Regions from separate parts of the Oryctolagus cuniculus genome. Here region 2 is linked to region 1. A link is a contact called in public Micro-C data. All regions are on one chromosome and are shown on one strand. Each heading gives the region's core, a stretch centred on a gene start, on an enhancer-like site or on the middle of the called end of the contact. The rest is flanking DNA. Distances are from core to core; before and after follow the strand shown.

Evidence for each region. A called contact is a pair of places that touch in the nucleus more often than the background predicts.
Region 2: a contact with region 1 is called in a Micro-C map of ear pinna, with 2.3 times the contacts expected there. The contact joins the promoter of IGF2BP2 here to the enhancer-like site in region 1. A contact is called at or near these places in 3 of 6 Hi-C or Micro-C datasets (ear pinna, embryonic fibroblasts and skin fibroblasts).

The regions. Positions count from the first base shown.
Region 1 is chr4:95,388,126-95,392,231 of mOryCun1.1, reverse strand. All of the region lies in intron 2 of IGF2BP2 (insulin like growth factor 2 mRNA binding protein 2), which reads left to right. Among named protein-coding and RNA genes, the nearest start is that of IGF2BP2, 87 kb to the left of the region's middle. Within about 2 kb of position 2,396, at least 1 of the 8 cell types and tissues checked has an H3K27ac peak or open chromatin away from gene starts, as enhancers often do.
Region 2 is chr4:95,475,735-95,479,785 of mOryCun1.1, reverse strand. IGF2BP2 (insulin like growth factor 2 mRNA binding protein 2) reads left to right here and starts at 2,254. Exons shown (of 15, transcript XM_002716464.5): 1 at 2,254-2,541. The coding sequence starts at 2,364.

The DNA.
Region 1 (4,106 bases), core at 1,147-3,646:
TGTGGGAGACCTAGAAGAAGCTCCTGGCTTTGGTCTGGCTCAGCCCTGGCTGTTGTGCCCATTTAGGGAGTGAACCAACAGATGAAAGACCTCTCTGTCTCTTCCTCTCTAACTTCTGCCTTTCAAATAAGTAAAATATTTTTTTAAAAATTAAAAAATGAATAAATCCTATGCATATGTATTTGTATATATCACTAATCATATGAGGGTACTTCAAAAAGCTCATGGAAAATGGAATTAAAAGATGTTTATTTTGGAGTTTTCGGTAATCTGTGAATCTGAGGGATCTTCAGAGTGTTCATGGAGGGTGGATATTTGGCTTAGAGGTTAAGACATCTCTCTGAAGGGAATAGGAGTTATCTTGTACCCGGTATTGGACGAAATAGCAGAAGGATTTGTTGGTTGCATTTTCCAGGGACAGAAATGCAACTGCAAATGATAGGCATGAGCTTAACTCAGATTGCTAAAACTTTATAACATGAAACATTTCAGCGAGGCTGATAATGGTTGCAGAAACCAGCAATTTGTTTAAATTATTCTCTTTCATTCCCCCTTCAAAACCCAACTCAGATGTCACCACCTGCATGAAACCTTACCTGGTTTCCCAGGCTGTCCTGGCTCCCTCTTCCCAAGAAGCACTGTAATGATAGTGTGTGTCATTTGCATCAGATTGCAAGCCTTTTGAGGAAAGAGTCTGGGAATATTAGACCCTCATGGTCTAAACCCCGGTTTGTTTCTTGGAAAAGAATAAACATTGAGTTAATGTCTTTTGAAAGAAGTTTTTGGTGAATACTTAACTACCACAAGATGATACCTAAATATGTGTGCATGGATTTCAAACTTTTTTTTGCACCAAAATAAACTTTTAATTTTATTTTCTGTGAACTTTTGTATTGGTGGAACTGAATCTATAATTCCTTAAAGTGGAAACAGAAGCCCTAAATACCTAGGCTAATGTAACCACGACTTCTAATATCTTCATCAGATTTAATTACTGTTGTTATTTGACATGCATATTTCCAATCTTATTTTTCATTTATGCTTTTTAAATTATGAAATTTATATATGTACCTGGTCTTCATGCACAGTACTTTACAGTCTGCAAAGTGACTTCATATTTTATGTTCTCTTTGCATCAAATCAGGAAAGGTATCACTCCCATTTTATAATGGGAGTTATGGAGGCTTGGAATAGACCCAAGACTGTTAACTACCACTTCTGATCCCTGGTCCAATATTCCTTTCACTTATAGGAGTCTTTGGAGAACTCTTAGGAAACAAGGAGTACCTAGAATGTTTATTAAGGGAGGGTGTGCATCAGTTCCAGCAAGATGTTGACAGATTGGAAGGAATTTAAAGAGGAGCCAACACGGCTGGAAGGACGGACATAGGAGAGATGAAAGGAGCTAAATATGTATAGCTTGGCCAAAGGATGATTAAAGGGGATATGATAACAGTCCCTAAGAATGCGAAGGATGTAAACATCATGGAAAGAGAAAATGTATTTAGAACTGATCAAAGCAGCATATAAAAAGAAATAAAAATTAATGCTAAACATCAGGAAAAGCTGTTTTCCTGGTGAGGCTTGTTAGCTTATAAATTGGAATCTCAAGCGGGAAGTATCAGAAGCCCTATATAGGAGGCATTTGGGACTGAGCTCTTGTGCCTAGATTTGGGGAGGACTTTTCCAGTTCTAATTTTGATGGCTGAGATCATGTCCCTTCCTAGCGTGGACTTGCTACCCAGTTCTAATTGCACAGTTTTGCATATCAGGGTCAAAAGGAAGAGTCTTGTTACAATCTGGTGGAAGCCAAACTCAGGCATGTCCTTAACGTCATGCAGCCTGACGCTGCAGAGACCGTCTGTGAAACCTAGATTGAATCTCGAAGAATTTGACTGCTTCCCCCTCCATGGTGCCACCTGCTGGGATTGTGAGCACGATGCAGAAGGTGCCTCCTTGCTGTATAATAAACCGGCCGCAAGACAGAAGCGAGCGGCATGTTCCCAAGGGCGGAAATGCAGTCTGCCTGCCCCTGAATGGAGACAGACCATTACATTGCGTGAGTGGGGAATGATCTTGCACATGTATGAAGCCGTGTCCCAGGAAGGGCACCGGAGCCCATGGGGACATCATATAAAATCTGAGGCTGTTCACCTTTCATTGAGATGTCACCACCAAAATATCTCTGCCCCACTGGAGTTAGGCAAGAGACGTGACCTTCTAACTGAAAACAGTTTAGAGGGCAATCTTGGAGGAGTGTGGTGTTTGAGATGGGATGGAATCCAAGTGTTGGGGCTCTTGACATGACTGGAAGGCACTTGGACTTTGTGAAAGAGTGAGCCCTCCTCCCCCAGTGCTAAGCCCACATGACTACAGATAAGGCTAGGCCCAGGGCCATCTTAGGCCCAGAGGTGCCAAAGTGCCATCGCCCAGGTGCAGGAGCTGCCCACCTTAATGAGCTGGTGGATGAGAGCTGAATAGATCTGAGCGAGGTGAGGGTTCGTTCCCATCAGCCTCACTGTAGTGGACCAGCATCCTCTGAAAGTCTGAGCTGAGCTAGGACTTTGTCAGCAAAATGTGTGCATATCATTTGTGAACTAACTGCCCTGCTTTTATGACCTATTCCCACCTGTTCATTCACTCATTGAACAAACTTAACAAGTCCATGATGATGGGCTGTGAGTTAGGACCCTGGTGGTGGGAATGGAGGTGAAAGGTGGTTTTTAGAGATATTTAGTGCTGTGACCGCCACCTGAGTCTACGAGTTCTGGGGCAGCAGCCTTCCCCTCTGCTGTGTAAAGCTTGTCCTCACAGAGGAATTCTGTAGTTCCCCTGTGCCTTCCTAACCAAAGACTCCACTAAGCTGACCGTAGAGAGCATGTTGTCATACAAGCAAAAATATGAGGATAGTGTATTCCTTAGTAACTGATGTGTGTGCTCTAATACAGAATTACATAACATACAGAGTATGAAGAGACTTAAATGTATTTTTAAGTGTAAATATTGTCCAAGAGTGTGGCATATGAAGGATTTTCAAAAGTTCATTGAAAATTCATGTTATGAAAAAACTGCAGTATTTTTTTGCACCAAAATAAGTCTTTTTTTTTTTAATTTATTTGATAGAGTGATACAGACAGAGAGAGAGATCTTCCATCTTCTGGTTTTCTCCCCAGTTGCCCACAACAATGAAGGGTGAGCCAAGCCAAAAGCTGGGAGCCCAGAATTCAATCCAGGTCTCCCACGTCAGCGGTAGGAACCCACATACAGGAACCGTCATCTACCACCTCCCAGAGTATGCAGTAGCAGGAAGCTGGAATGGGGAGTGGAACTGGGTCTTGAACCCAGGTATACTTCGGCTGTGCTGAACACTTGCCCCAAGATAAACTTATCTTTAAAAAAAAAAAAAAAAGAAGAAGAAGAAGAAGAAGAAGATGATGATGATTTGGGGCCGTTGCTGTGGCTTAGCGGGTAAAGCCATCACTTGCAGTGCAGGCATCCCATATGGATGCCAGTTCGAGTCCCAGCTGCTCCATTTCTGATCCAGCTCTCTGCTATGGCCTGGGAAAGCAGTGGAAGATAGCCCAAGTGCTTGGGCCCCTGTACCTGTGTGGGAGACCTGGAAGAAGCTCCTGGATCCTGGCTTTGGATCGGCGCAACTGCAGCAGTTGTGGCAAATTGGGAGGTGAACCATCGAATGGAAGATCTCTCTCTCTCTCTCTCTCTCTCTCTCTCCCTCTCTCCCCCTCTCTCCCTCTCTCCCTCTCTCCCTCTCTCTCTCTCCCCCTCTCCCTCTCCCTCCCTCCCTCCCTCCCTCTCTCTCTCTCTCTCTCTCTCTCATTGCTTCTCCTTCTCTCTGTGTAAATCTGTGCTCTTCCACATAGCAACTGTTACGCTGTGAAGTAGCTGCTGCTCTTACTTGCATCTTTAAGTAGTTGATTTTTTTAAGAAATATTTATTATTATTTATTTATTTGAAAGAGTTAGGTAGCGACAGAGAGAAAGAGGTCTTCTATATGCCAGTCCACTCCCCAAATGGCTGCAATGGCCAGAGCTGAGCTGATCTGAAGCCAGGAGCTTCCACCAGGTCCCCCATGTGGATAAAGGGGC
Region 2 (4,051 bases), core at 1,005-3,504, 88 kb before region 1:
GGGACAGTGGTTCAATGCCATTTGGGATCCCTGCATTCCACACTGGAGTGCCTGGGTTGGAGATCCATTTCAGCTTCTAACTCCAGCTTCCTGGTCATGCACACCCCTGGAGGCTGCAGGTGATGGATCAACCAGTTGGGTTCCTGCCACCCACATGGGAAACCTGCATTGAGTTCTGGCCCAGCCTGGCTGTTGCTAGCATTTGGGGAGTAAACCAGTGAGTGCAAGATCTACCTCTCTGTACGTTATATATAAAAGAAAACTCATGAGTTCCTGGGACCAAGAAAAGAAACAAGCATTGTGTGTGTGGGTCCTGTGCTCAGTGCCTTATCTTTCATATAGCCCTCACAACAGCTCTGCAAGGGTTGATCTTTTTTAAAACTTACTTATTTACTGAGAGGGGGAGGGGGGAGGCATAGAAAGGGAGGAAGGAGGCAGAAGGGAAGAAAGAGTGAGCATTGCCACCCAGGGCAGGCAGAGAGCTGAGAACTCAATCCAGGTCTCCTCCATGAGTGGCAGAGAACCAATGCTGAGCCATCAACACCTGCTGCTCTCCAGGGTCTGTATTCGCAGGAGCTGGGACTCACAGCTCAAACTCAGGCATTCCCTCTGATAAAGAATGATTCTGGAATCTCAACTAGAGTGCTAACCTGGAGCCAAATGCCCGCCCCTTAACGCCCGCCTTTCTACAAAGGAAAGAATTGAGGCTCAGGGATGTTGGAACATCCCAGGCCACATGGCCGGGGCAGGTGCGAGGCCTTCCTTTGCAACAGTGCTTCCCAAACGAGAACCACCTGGGTCTTGCTCGTGAACAACACGACACCCAGCAAGCCGCGATCCTTCCATGCTGTCCACAGGGAAGCTCAGGAAAACCCGAATATCTCCCATTCCCACATCGGCGGCGTCTCCACCTAACAACACGCTCGTCCCCACAAACCCAGCGATTCCGCCATCAAACCGGCAACTCTCGTGAAGTTCCCGGACGCCCAGGGCTTCTTCACCTCTGAATGCTTTTTCTCTCTCCCATGGAAGTTCATTTTCTGGCTGGGATTAGGCTCTAACCACCAGGCTTCCAGCCGGGTGCCCGGAACTTGCAGCCCGCCTCCAGCCGGTCGGGCTCCGAGGGGGCTCGGCTCTGGCTGCTTTCATCCTAACCCTGCCTCTTCCGTCGGTCACGCCGTTTCCTCGGCTCGGGAAGACCTCGTTCCTCTCCCTGCCCTTCCCAGGGCTCCGAGAACTCCTACACAGCCCGGGTGGGTGCCTCGCCCCCGGAGCGGCCCCAGCCACGCAGTCCCGCAGCGCGCGCCCGCGGCCCCTCCGCGTTCGCTTCCCCACCCGCCGCCACCTGGCTCCGCAGCGGCCGCCCGGGAAGCCCTCGGCGCTTCCCAGAATAGAGAGCAGCTGCCAAAGCCGGGCTGCCGCACGCCGCGGGGTCTGCCGCTCCGTTCCGGGCCGGGAAACTGAGGCCCGGGGCAACTTCCCCAGGGTGCACGGTCTGGCGGGGCCCGCCCGGCCGCGGTGTCTCCGGTCGCACGCGCCGCCCGGTCGTCTCGAGGAGTGGGTCTCGGAGCGAGCGCATCGCGCAGGGCGCCGGTGTCGGCCAACTCGCCGCCAAAGTTGTTGTCTCGCAGCCTGCCCTCGCCTCTCACCTCCCAGACGCACCTTCCCGCGGGCCCGGCAGCCGCGCTCCCACATCCGGTCCACCTTGCGCACACCGTGTCCACGCGCCTCCGCGGCCCCTCTGCCTCCCACGCCTGTGGTCCCGGCCGCTCCCCCGCGCCCCCTCGCGCGCTCCCACCCCGCGCCCCGGGGCGCGCCTTCCTCGCCCCGCTGCTCGCCCGGCCTCCGCGGCGCGTCCGCCCAGGATTCCACCGCCGGGAGCCGCGACCCGCTTCCGCCCGCCGGCTTGCGGGTGTAGGAGCCCGGGCAGCCGCGCGGGGGGCGCGAGGCGAGGGGCGCAGCGGCGCGGGCCGGGGAGGGGGCGCTCGCTCGCCGCTCTCGGCTGCGCACACGCCCGTACAAACTCTCTCACAGACACACGCGGGGTGCGCTGCCGCCGCCCGCCGCTGCTCCTCCTCCCGCCACCGCCTTGAGAGGGAGCGAGGGAGGCAGAGAGAGCGCTTTGTCCGCGCGCCGCCGCCCGGCCCGGGACTCTGCCCCGAGGAGGCAGCCGCGCCGAGTCCCCGCCTCCGCCTCTGCCCCCGGGCGGGCCGGGCCGGCCGCGGTGGGGGGAGCCAGGCTGAGGGTGAGGGTGGGGGTGGGTGGCGGGCGGGCGGAGGAGGAGGAGAGACGAGGGCAGCGGAGGAGGCGAGGAGCGCCGGGTACCGGGCCGGGGGAGCCGCGGGCTCTCGGGGAAGACGCGGATGATGAACAAGCTTTACATCGGGAACCTGAGCCCCGCCGTCACCGCCGACGACCTCCGGCAGCTCTTTGGGGACAGGAAGCTGCCCCTGGCGGGACAGGTCCTGCTCAAGTCTGGCTACGCCTTCGTGGACTACCCCGACCAGAACTGGGCCATCCGCGCCATCGAGACCCTCTCGGGTGAGCACTCGGCGCTGCCCCCTCCCCCCCGCCTCGCCCGGCTCAGGCCGGGACGGCGCCCCGAGCGAGGCCGAGCCCGGCGGGCGGCGCCCGGCGGGGGCTCCGGCGTCCGCGCGCTCACTTCCACGCACCAGACCCTCAACTCCCGCCGCCTGCCTGGCCGCCGGCTCCCGGGACGGCTCGCTCCCCTCCCCCCGCCCTAGCCCGGGGCTCACCCCTGGCCCTCGGGGCCGCAGCCCGCTGGGCGCTCCCCGCGCCGCGCTGGGGGGTCCCCGGGGGCTCGCCAGCACTCTGGAGGTGTCCCCTGGTACCCCCTGGCGCCCCGAGCCGCTCTCCGGAGCTCCCCCGCCCCCACTCTGCCGGAGTGCCGGGTCCCCCCTCTGCCCTGACCTTCCCGTCACCCCCTTTGTCCGGGACCCCCTCCTCAAATCCAGCATCCCCTCTTCCTCCCCTGGCCGGACCTTCCCCCTTTGCCTCGCCTCGTGCCCGGTACCTATCGCCCTTAGGCGTCCGCGGAGCCGCACTCTCCTTTCGAGCCCCTCCCCACCTTGCTCCCGGACCCCCCCGCTTTGGGGACCCCTCGAGGGCACCCCGATGACCCCCTTGGAGGTCTCAGGGCTCCCCCAGCCCCCGCAAGACGGCACATTTCCCGCGGTCCTCTCCCGAGCCCCAGTCCCCTCTTCGCTGGTCTCTCAAGCGCTCCTATTTTTCCCTGAATTTTTTGTCCGATTTTATTGAGAAGAACTCGGGGCTGGGGGCTTTCCGCCGCCCGTCCCCCCGCCTCCCGCTCGGCCAGAAGCACCTTTTTACGAGGTGCCCTGTCTCAACTCGGTGGGGGCCCGGGCTGAGAACCGGGAAAGAGGCGACCGGGGGGCCCGCGAGCGCGCCGGAGCCCAGACGGGAGACGGAGAGCGACACACACACTGGCGCGCGCGCTCGCAACGCGCCCTCCCGTACCCGCGGGGCTCGGAGCCGCGCTCGCCCCCCGGCCCGCGCCCCCGCACCCCGGCCCGGCGGGCGCCCCTTCCCCACGGGCGCGTGGGGTGGGGTGGGGTGGGGGCGGGGCGGGGCGGCGGCGAGGCCAAGGTGACACCCGGGAGCGGGGCAGGGACGCCGCTCCCGCCGCAGCCGACCCCAGGGGGGCTTCGGCGGGTCTTCTCGGGGTCGCGGGGAGCAGGGGGCAGGCAGGGGAGCGCGGCGGAGCCTCGGGATCGCGGGGTAGCGGAATGGGGAGGTGGGGGCCGGGAGAGGAGCGGGGCCGCGCCAGCCCTGCAGCTTGAGTTTCAAATGAGCTCATCCTTTCAAATTGGCGCCGCTCTTTATTAAATTTGTTTTTCCGGTAATGCCACCCACAGCTCTACCTGGGGTCGGATCCGGGCTCGCACCCTTCCCACCTCGTCCCGAGACTCGGGGCGCCCACCTTCCCTCGCCCTGGGAACCAAGTTCGCTCAGCTCTAGCCGGGCAGGAGACCCCTTGAGGGCGCCCGAAGGCGGAGCCCGAGCGTGGAGT